Regions from separate parts of the Sus scrofa genome. Here region 1 is linked to region 2. A link is a contact called in public Hi-C data. All regions are on one chromosome and are shown on one strand. Each heading gives the region's core, a stretch centred on a gene start, on an enhancer-like site or on the middle of the called end of the contact. The rest is flanking DNA. Distances are from core to core; before and after follow the strand shown.

Region 1 (4,622 bases), core at 1,603-4,102, 440 kb before region 2:
GAGCTGGCTGGTCCTTTCTGGGACTTGAGACAGAGGATTCAGGGAGAGGAAGAAAGAGGGGGAGATTTTTAAATAAATTTTATAAAGAGGCAAGTTGGTAAGAAGTTGACAAACTCTTAGTAAAGTTTGTCAAAGTTTGCTAGGAGAGATGCTGGGCAAATAAACCCGGCTTTGTGGAAAGAAGACAGATGTAAGGAATTCTGATCCACCAGAACGCGCTACTAGTAAAATGAAAAAGGGAGGAAGTCCAGAATAAAGAGATATCCGCCTGGTGCGAGATGGCAAGAAATAGGGGTCAGCAAACCAAATATTCCAGGGTCTTGTCCTCGGGGGAGTTTGTATTCACTCGGGGAAAACTACATACACGGTGGCTTCTGAGGCCCCGTAGGTCCTGTCTCTTAATAGCTCCCTTCAAGGACCAGAAAGTTCCTTTCTTTATGTTATGATGAGTATTTGGGATTAGAGCACTTCCAAATATCTATATACTTTTAAAAGGTATTTTAGCCTTTAATTCAGGAGTGCCTCCCCCCACCCCCTTCCTCTCCACACGCGTCGCTGGCTCTGTGTTCCGTTGCTTTCTGCAGGGTCTGTAGCAGAGCCAAAAGCAACAGTCTCCAGGTCTTGCTGCACAAGGCCAGGCCCATGGGAGAATTCCGAAGGTTTGTGGAGGAGATAAAAATGAGAAGGGAATTCCAGAGAGTCTTGGAAGAAGCAAGCAAGCAGGAGGGGGGGGCTTATCTCAGCCCAGAAAAAGCATTCCTCTGGGAGACGGGAAATAAACAAGGAAAGACGTGGCCCCTGAAAACCGGGGGCCAGGGGGAGGCGGGACCTCAGGAAGCAATGACTGTGGCATTTGAGATAAAGGGGCACAAAGGCCTGAGTTGCTGCTCGGGGCTGGGGAGGCCCCCCACCACCCCTGGCAGAAGCAGCCCAAGGCCGTGGGTGCCCCTTTATGGGGTGAGTGGGGCCGATCCACCAGTTCCGCCAGCGGTGACCACCTCTTTCTTTAAATTTTTTATTACAGTATAGTTCATTTACAAGGTTGTGCCCCTTCCTGCTGGACATTGAAGGGCCTCGGTCACACACAGATACACATTCTTCTCCTTATATTCTCTTCCTCTTACGGCCTGATGACAGCGTGGCCTTGCACAAAGGCCCTCACCCATGGGGGGCAGGGGAGCAAAGGGGTGACGGAGACAGAGAGCCCACGCCCCATGGTCCTGGCTGATTCTGAGGTTTGCGATCCAGGCTTGAGACACCGGGCCCCTGGCTTTTCCCGCTGCAAATTCCTTCAACCCATTTCTCTGACCTCAGAGCAGCAGAAGAGAAGAAAAGAAGGGGCAGGAATCCTTACAACTGTAAACCAGCGGCACTTCAGTAAAACTTTAAAAGGTGGGAGGAAAAGGGGGGGTAGGAACACTCAGGTGAAGAGCTTCCGGGTCGGAGTCCAGTGGGAACCGGGGGGCGGGGGACACGATGGGGAAAGTACCCGTGCATGTGGTCCATGGTTTCATGTGTTCTCATCCTCTTCCTGTGGCTGGATGCCTGATGCTGCCTGCTTCTTACTGAATGTTTGATTCAAAACGAGACCATGTGGTGTTCCCCCCCATGGTGCAACGGGGTCAGCGGTGTCTCTGCAGAGACAGGTTCAATCCCTGGCCAGGCACAGTGGGTTAGGAATCCAGAGTTGCCGAAGCTGGGGTGTAAGTGACAACTGCGGCTTGGATCTGACCCCCCCTCCCCCCGTCTGGGAACTTCCACAACCTGCAGGGTGACAAAAACAAACAAACAAAAACACTTGTTTACTGCTTTCTGGCCATAAATCCAGGAAGTCTGCCTATTCTCATGGTCTCGCAGGCCCAGAAGTGGGGTAGAACTGTCTCTTCTGCCCTCTTAAGCATTCTTACTCCTTTCTCCCTTAAAGAACTTCCTTCTCAGAGTTCCTGCGTGGCTCAGCGGTAACAAACCCAACAAGTGTCCATGAGGACTCGGGTTTGATCCCTAGCCTCGCTCAGTGGGTTAAGGATCCGGTGTTGCCGTGAGCTGTGGTGTAGGTCGCAGATGTGGCTCGGATCTGGCATTGCTGTGGCTGTGGTGGAGGCCGGCAGCTGCAGCTCTGATTCGACCCCTCGCCTGGGAACTTCCATATGTCGCTGGTTCAGCACTAAAAAAAAAAAAAAGGAACTTCCTCTTTCTCTGCCGCCCCCGCCCCAGGCCTCCCATATCCCTTCTCCTCCCAGTTTCACCCCCTCCTAAATAATGATGTTCCTCTGACTCCAGGGCTGGGTGGGAGCCGCCTTGTCTGAGAAGCTAATCGACGGCTTTTTATGTTTCACCCTCTCTGGTTCAAGCGCAGAGGCGATGAGCTGGAAGCTAGAAGGCTCTTCCCCTCGGTGGACTTACAGCCACACATCCTTCTACCCCGAGGGGCCTCTTGGTGCAGCCAGACGCGGGCTGCTCCCCTGCCTTGGTGGCTGATCTCACCCCCAGCCCTTAGCAAATGTGGACTCAGCATTTCCTACGTGCGGGGCAGGTGCGGCACGTCAGGGAGTCCAGACAGCTAAGCCGTTGTCTCCACCCTGAGGGACTTCCAGGCAAACCCGCCCCCCGGTTTCCTCTGGGACCTCCATCGAAGCGAGCAGTGCCCGTCCGGAACGTCCAGCATCCCTGCGACGTGCGGTCGTGTTCCTCTGGAGCCCCGTCGAGCCAGGCTTTCTTGTCGGGGCGTTTCGGAAATGGTGGGCGGTGTCCCCAACCCACGGAGAGTTTCGCTCATCAGTTCGCCCCGCTTAAGCCGTGGGCAGCCGGGATCGGCAGAGTCTGCGAAAACCCGCCCGGAGTCCTGAGCTGACCTCGGCAGGACCCTCGCGTCCTGGGTCGCCCTGGCTCCTGGGTCGCCAACACGGCTTTGGGTTCTTTAGTTCACATTTGGCAGAAACGAGCTGCTGACTAATCGTTGACCTAAGCTTTTTCTCCAAAGGTTAAGTTGGATCATCTTGAGTAAAATTCAACCAAAACAACCACCAGTTTGGGTGGTTTTTCAGTTTTTCAGTTGCAGCTGAAAGTGATAGTCCAGTGATATTTCCTCCAAATGGACCGACGTAGCTGGAAGGGGTCACTTCGGTGACTGGTTACTTTTCAGAAAGGCTGACAAGGAGTTCCCACTGCGGCTCAGCGGGTTATGAACCAAACTAGTATCCATGAGGTTGCAGGTTCGATCCCTGGCCTTGCTCAGTGGGTTAAGGATCCGGCGTCGCCGTGAGCTGTGGTGTAGGTCGCAGATGTGGCTTGGATCTGGCGTTGCTGTGGCTGTGGTGTAGGCCAGCAGCTACAGCTCTGATCTGACCCCTAGCCTGGGAACTTCCATGTGCAGTGGTTGTGGCCATAAAAGAAAGAAAGAAAGAGAAAAGACAGGCTAACTTAAAATGGTGTTTTCCTTGGAGAATGCTAGATGCCTTCCAGCTGACGTTTTCTTGTAGGCAGCTGTGATTTTCTAGGACAAATCCAAGAGCATGAGCCTTGGAGTCCCCCGCCTTGGGTGGGCTTCGAGCCAGCGAAGCCTGGCTGGACTCTCCTGTGCTTGGCGTCTCCTCACTGCCCTGCAGAAAAGCCCCCAGGAGAGCAGAGTGGAGACAGGCAGCAAGCTTCACACTGTACACTGAGGGCCTCACAGCAAATCGAGCCCTTTGGGGCTGGAGGAACTGGACAGAACCACACCGGTTCCTCCAGAGCTTTCCATATGCATATATACGTATATAGTCACTCTATGTAACCTGGTAACAGGACGTTTTAAAAATTCATGACAAGTCTAGGTTTTTTGTTTTTGCTGGCATCCTTTCCTTAGTTCTAAAGCTGGCACTGTGCACAAATGCAAAGTGAATTATAGTTTCAGGGGCTCGGCAGGGGTCACTGCCTACCTGGCAGACCCATATCTTTAGTATGAGACTGAGATTTCTCTTCTAGGGCAAGTCTTGCTGGGAGGCCGGGCCATTATGCCTTAGGGACCATTTATGCCCTGATCTGGAGGAATTTCAGATGACTGCCTGAAAGCCACCTGACAAGAGCTGGAAAGACCAAGACTACGAGGAGTGGGTGGGTGGGTGGGTGGGGGCCTAAATGAGGAATGAGCACAGATGTGCCCCCAGCTGGGCAGTGAGAGTGGGTGGGGCCGCAGCTCGTCCTCATGCCAGCCAGGCCAGCTGGATCAGAAAAGAGCAAAATACCTCCCCGCCGCCACCTCTCCAGGGCACACACTTTTCAGAACGTTTGTATCTGGGGAAGAGATCTGCTTTTGGGAGACAGTCAGAGAGCTTAGGTACCATGGTAAGATCTATCTATTTACTTACTTATTTATTTTATTTTTGTCTTTTTGTGTTTTTCTTGAGCCGCTCCCTCGGCATATGGAGGTTCCCAGGCTAGGGGTCGAATCGGAGCTGTAGCCCCTGGCCTACACACCAGAGCCACAGCAACGTGAGATCCGAGCTGCGTCTGTGACCTACACCACAGCTCACGGCAATGCCGGATCCTTTAACCCACTGAGCAAGGGCAGGGATCGAACCCACAACCTCATGGTTCCTAGTCGGATTCGTCAACCACTGCGCCATGATGGGAACTCCTCCATG
Region 2 (4,101 bases), core at 15-2,514:
TTATCAGAAAGGGATAACCCCAAGCCATTTTGACCCATCTGGCTTCTCAGACAGCCTGGCCATTCATCTAAAGAGAAAAACAGCGGCAGAAAGCAAGTAACCAGTGCGGACAGCTCGGGGATGGGCAGCTCCTGCTTTCCTGAGGGAGGAGGGGTCAGGGCAGCCAGGAGTCCTGTGCCCGGGGTCCCACAGGACTGCGGGTGCGTGGACTGTGAGTGTGGGACAGTGTGTGTGTGTGTGTGTGTGTGTGTGTGTGTGTGTGGAATGAGTGGCAGATAAGAGACGACCCCTCCTCTTCCTCTGTTCAGAGCCTCTCCTGTCCACCTTTTCACCACGGCCCTCTCTACCTTTCGTTTTCATTTTCTTGGAGCACAGCTGATTTACAGCGTCGTGGTAGATTCGCATGCACAGCCACGGGATTCATGTGTGTAGGAAGAGGTATGTTCTTTTTCATATTCTTTTCCCGCAGAGGTTGTTATAAGCTATTGAGTCGAGGTCCCCGGTCTACACAGCATATCCTCATTGCTCATCTATTTCCTATACTGTAGTGTGTGTGTGTGTGCAGCCCGACCTCTTAATTTAACCTCTCGCCCCTTCCCCGCAGTGGGTAAGCGTTTTCTGTGTCTGTGGGTCTGTTTCTGTTCATTTGTGTATATACGTGTTTTTAGATTCCACATAGGTGATAGCACATGGTCTTTGTCTTTCTCTCTACGTTTCTTCAAAGAGAAAGAGAAAAGTAGACAGGACATTTAAAAAGCAATGCAGAGTTGAGGGAGTTCCCATCATGGCTCAGTGGTTAACAAATCCGACTAGGAACCATGGGGTTGCGGGTTCCATCCCTGGCCTGGATCAGTGGGTTAAAGATCTGGTGTTGCCGTGAGCTGTGGTGTAGGTCGCAGACGCGGCTCGGATCCCGCGTTGCTGTGGCTCTGGCGAAGGCCGGTGGCTACGGCTCCGATTCGACCCCCAGCCTGGAAACCTCCACATGCCATGGGTGCGGCCCTAGAAGAGACAAAAAAAAAAAAAAAAAAAAAAAAAGAATAAATAAAAAATATAAAACCCCAACAATGCAGAGTTGAAAAGAGAGAGGCGGCAGAGAGTGGGCAGAGGTAATGAGACGCTGGGTGTGAGTTCCCGGGAGGGGCTGGGCAGATCAGCCCACAGAGTTCAACTGCTGGGGAATTTTGGCTCGTAACACAACATCCTGTAGCTGCTGGTAAACACCAGGCCCTTTGTGGGAGAGGTGGCCCCGACCTTGGCAGAGCTGCGTCTGGGTGGGGACCCCTGGAACTCCCTGACTCACAGAGGAGATAGCTGAAGGAGGGCGGGGCACAGGCGTGGGACAGCCGGCTGCTGCCCAGCTCACCGGTGCCACCTTCAAGCACGGGGTGGGGGAGCGGGGCTGCAGAGACACCTGTTTCCCAGGCCTCTATCCCCACATGGACACCCGGGGAGCCTAGGTGAGTGGGCTCAGGTTGCTCACACTTAGGTTGTCAAGAAAAAGACCCTGAAGCTTAGGGAAAAGGGTCACAGGGTATTCACGAAGGCGAATGACTTTTCCAGGTCACGCCGCAGGGTGGGATGTGTTGGTGTGGCAGAGGCGACCCGCCGACTTCTGCAGTGGGGCAGGGAGATCACCGGGGCAGGCCAGGCAGAAGCCAAGGGCTGATGTGTCCTTTGAGAAGAATACGGGAAGGGCAAAGCTAGGGCGATGGGGACGAGAAGCAAGAGCTGAATCGTGCTCCCCTGTCTCTGGCCAGCCCTCCATTGGCACTGGTGGGGGGCACTCCTGGGGTCCCGGCTGTCTTCTTTGTCCAGGACTTCTCTCCCCTTCTCTGTTAATTAGGACATTGGAGAAATTTTCATGAAAATTACGGTGTCTAGACTTGGGGAGCTGTGGGGAGCGCTAGGGGAAGGTTTAATTGCAGCGTTGAGAAGACACATGAAGACGGCAGGGTTTTGCAAGTCTCTTCTGAGGACAAAGCCGCACGGAGCTGTGGTTTCCCCGATTGCCCTGACATTGCCTGTCATGTCAGGGATGCCTTGGGTGTTTTGTCTGAGCATTTAGGGTTGCCAAAGTGTTTGTCTCCTCAAGAAAAAGTTGCAAGGATCTGCAGAGAAAGCTGTGCTGCCGTGCTTTGGTCTTCAAAGCGGGAGCCGTCGTAAAGGGGGACAGAGGCAGACCTGAAGATACTCCCCGCATCTTTTGGAGAAATAGAGGAAGTGACGAGGATGGAGCCGCCTACCTTGCCAAGTCTGGTTACCGGGTGTTTCTGGTTACCAAGGACACAGATTCAATGACATGTGTCCTTCAGCCTACTGTTGGGAGGACCAAGCAAAATGCTTCCCTTGCTAACATATAGTAAAGCCAGGCTCACTGGTATCCAGTTAACTAGAAATCCCCATGAGTCGGCCCTTCTCCACCTGGAGAGGACAAAGTGACTGGTGTTCGTGATGATGCCTGGAAGGTTCCAGGCCATCCCCAAATGCCTTTTGCTTTTCCCAGTGGAACTGTCACTGTCGTTTCTGCTGATTACGCATGTAAAACTCGCTTACTATAAAGATTCAACACTGAAAAATGCGAAAGTGGAAAATCCCTTTGTAAGTGTCTCACCCCATAGTTAACCCCCCAGTTAAACATTCAATGGTCTTGTGTAGGTCCCTAGGAAATTGTCATGCATATAAATATACGCAAGTATATAGACTATATTTATGTAAATTAGATCACACTGCTAAGCAACCTCCCTTTCCAGTTTATATGTCATAAACATCTATATCAAAGATACAGAACTGGGAGTTCCCAGTTGTGGCTCAGGGGTAACAAACCTGACTAGTATCCATGAGGATTCGGGTTCGATCCCTGGCTCCACTCAGTGGGTCAAGGATCTGGCGCTGCCAGGAGCTGTGGTGTAGGTTGCAGACGCGGCTCAGATGCTGCATTGCTTTGGCTGTGGTGTAGGCTGGCAGCTGCAGCTCCCATTCGACCCCTCGCCTGGGACCCTCCATATACCACAGGTATGGTCCTAAAAAGCCAAAACAAACAACCAACCCAGAAAAAACAAAAAACCAGAACTACCGCAACTGCATGACTACAAAGTGTTCTACAGTATAGTTTCATTTTGACTAATTTTACTAAGTATCTGTTAATTCATATTTGGTTGCTTCCAATTCTGTGCAATTATAATTAATTCTGCAACATCGTAGCAGCTCTCTGATCATTTTAGAAGATAAATTGTATTACTGCTCATTTTTACCATTAACTTTATTGAAGTACAATTTATATATAATAAACTGAGCTCATTAGAATGTCCAATGCCATGAGTCTTGACGAGTCTCCACCCGTGTAGCCGACACCGCAGTCAAGTGATAGCCCATATTCATCACCTCGGGGAGCTTCCTCGTGATCCACCCGGAGCCCTGGCTCCGGGGAATTGTCGCTCTGCTTTCTGTTACCATAGATTGGTTTACAGTTTCTAGAATTTTGTGTAAGTGGAATTATATACTAGTACTTTTTCGAGTCTGCTTTCTCTCGCTTAGCATGGTGTTTTTGAGATTCACCAAGCAGTGGCTTGCAATCCTTTGCGTTCCTTTCTTCATAATGCTAAGCAGCGTTTCACGGGTCGGATGTGTCACAATCTGCTTGTCCACTCACGTGCTGATGAACAAATGCTTCCAGTTTTTGGACATCGTGAATAAAGGGACTCTGAACATTTGCATCGAAGTCCTAGCACACACACGTTTCTATTTTTCTGGGGTGTGGACTGCATCAGAACCTGCAAACTGGTTTCCAGAGTGGTTGGGCCATTTTACATCCCTACCAGCAGGGTGGTAGAGTTCCAGCTACCTGTATTTTTGCCAGTACTTGACTTGTTAGTCTTTTTAATTTTAGCCATTCTATTGGTGGCAAATAGCATATATTATTCTGGCTTTGGTTTGCATTGCCCCGGCGATTATGGCGTTGAGTATCTTTTCATGAGCCGTTGCCATTTGCAGATCTTATTTTATCGTGCAACTGTTGGAATATGTTGCTCATTTAAAATCATTAGGTTGCCTTTGTATTCCTGCATCACAAGAGTTATTGATATATTCTAAATACAAGTC

Evidence for each region. A called contact is a pair of places that touch in the nucleus more often than the background predicts.
Region 1: a Hi-C map of omental adipose tissue shows a contact between it and region 2, with 1.9 times the contacts expected there. The contact joins two enhancer-like sites. A contact is called at or near these places in 4 of 47 Hi-C or Micro-C datasets (embryonic fibroblasts, liver, mesenteric adipose tissue and 1 more).

Annotation. Positions count from the first base shown.
Region 1 is chr4:127,169,696-127,174,317 of Sscrofa11.1, reverse strand. No RefSeq gene overlaps it. Among named protein-coding and RNA genes, the nearest start is that of LRRC8B, 35 kb to the right of the region's middle. Within about 2 kb of position 2,852, at least 12 of the 83 cell types and tissues checked have an H3K27ac peak or open chromatin away from gene starts, as enhancers often do. A contact at or near this core is called in omental adipose tissue, where this site is marked.
Region 2 is chr4:126,729,569-126,733,669 of Sscrofa11.1, reverse strand. It overlaps LOC110260388 (a long non-coding RNA gene), which reads left to right. Exons shown (of 4, transcript XR_002343635.1): 4 at 1-687. Among named protein-coding and RNA genes, the nearest start is that of LRRC8D, 150 kb to the left of the region's middle. Within about 2 kb of position 1,264, at least 7 of the 83 cell types and tissues checked have an H3K27ac peak or open chromatin away from gene starts, as enhancers often do. A contact at or near this core is called in omental adipose tissue, where this site is marked.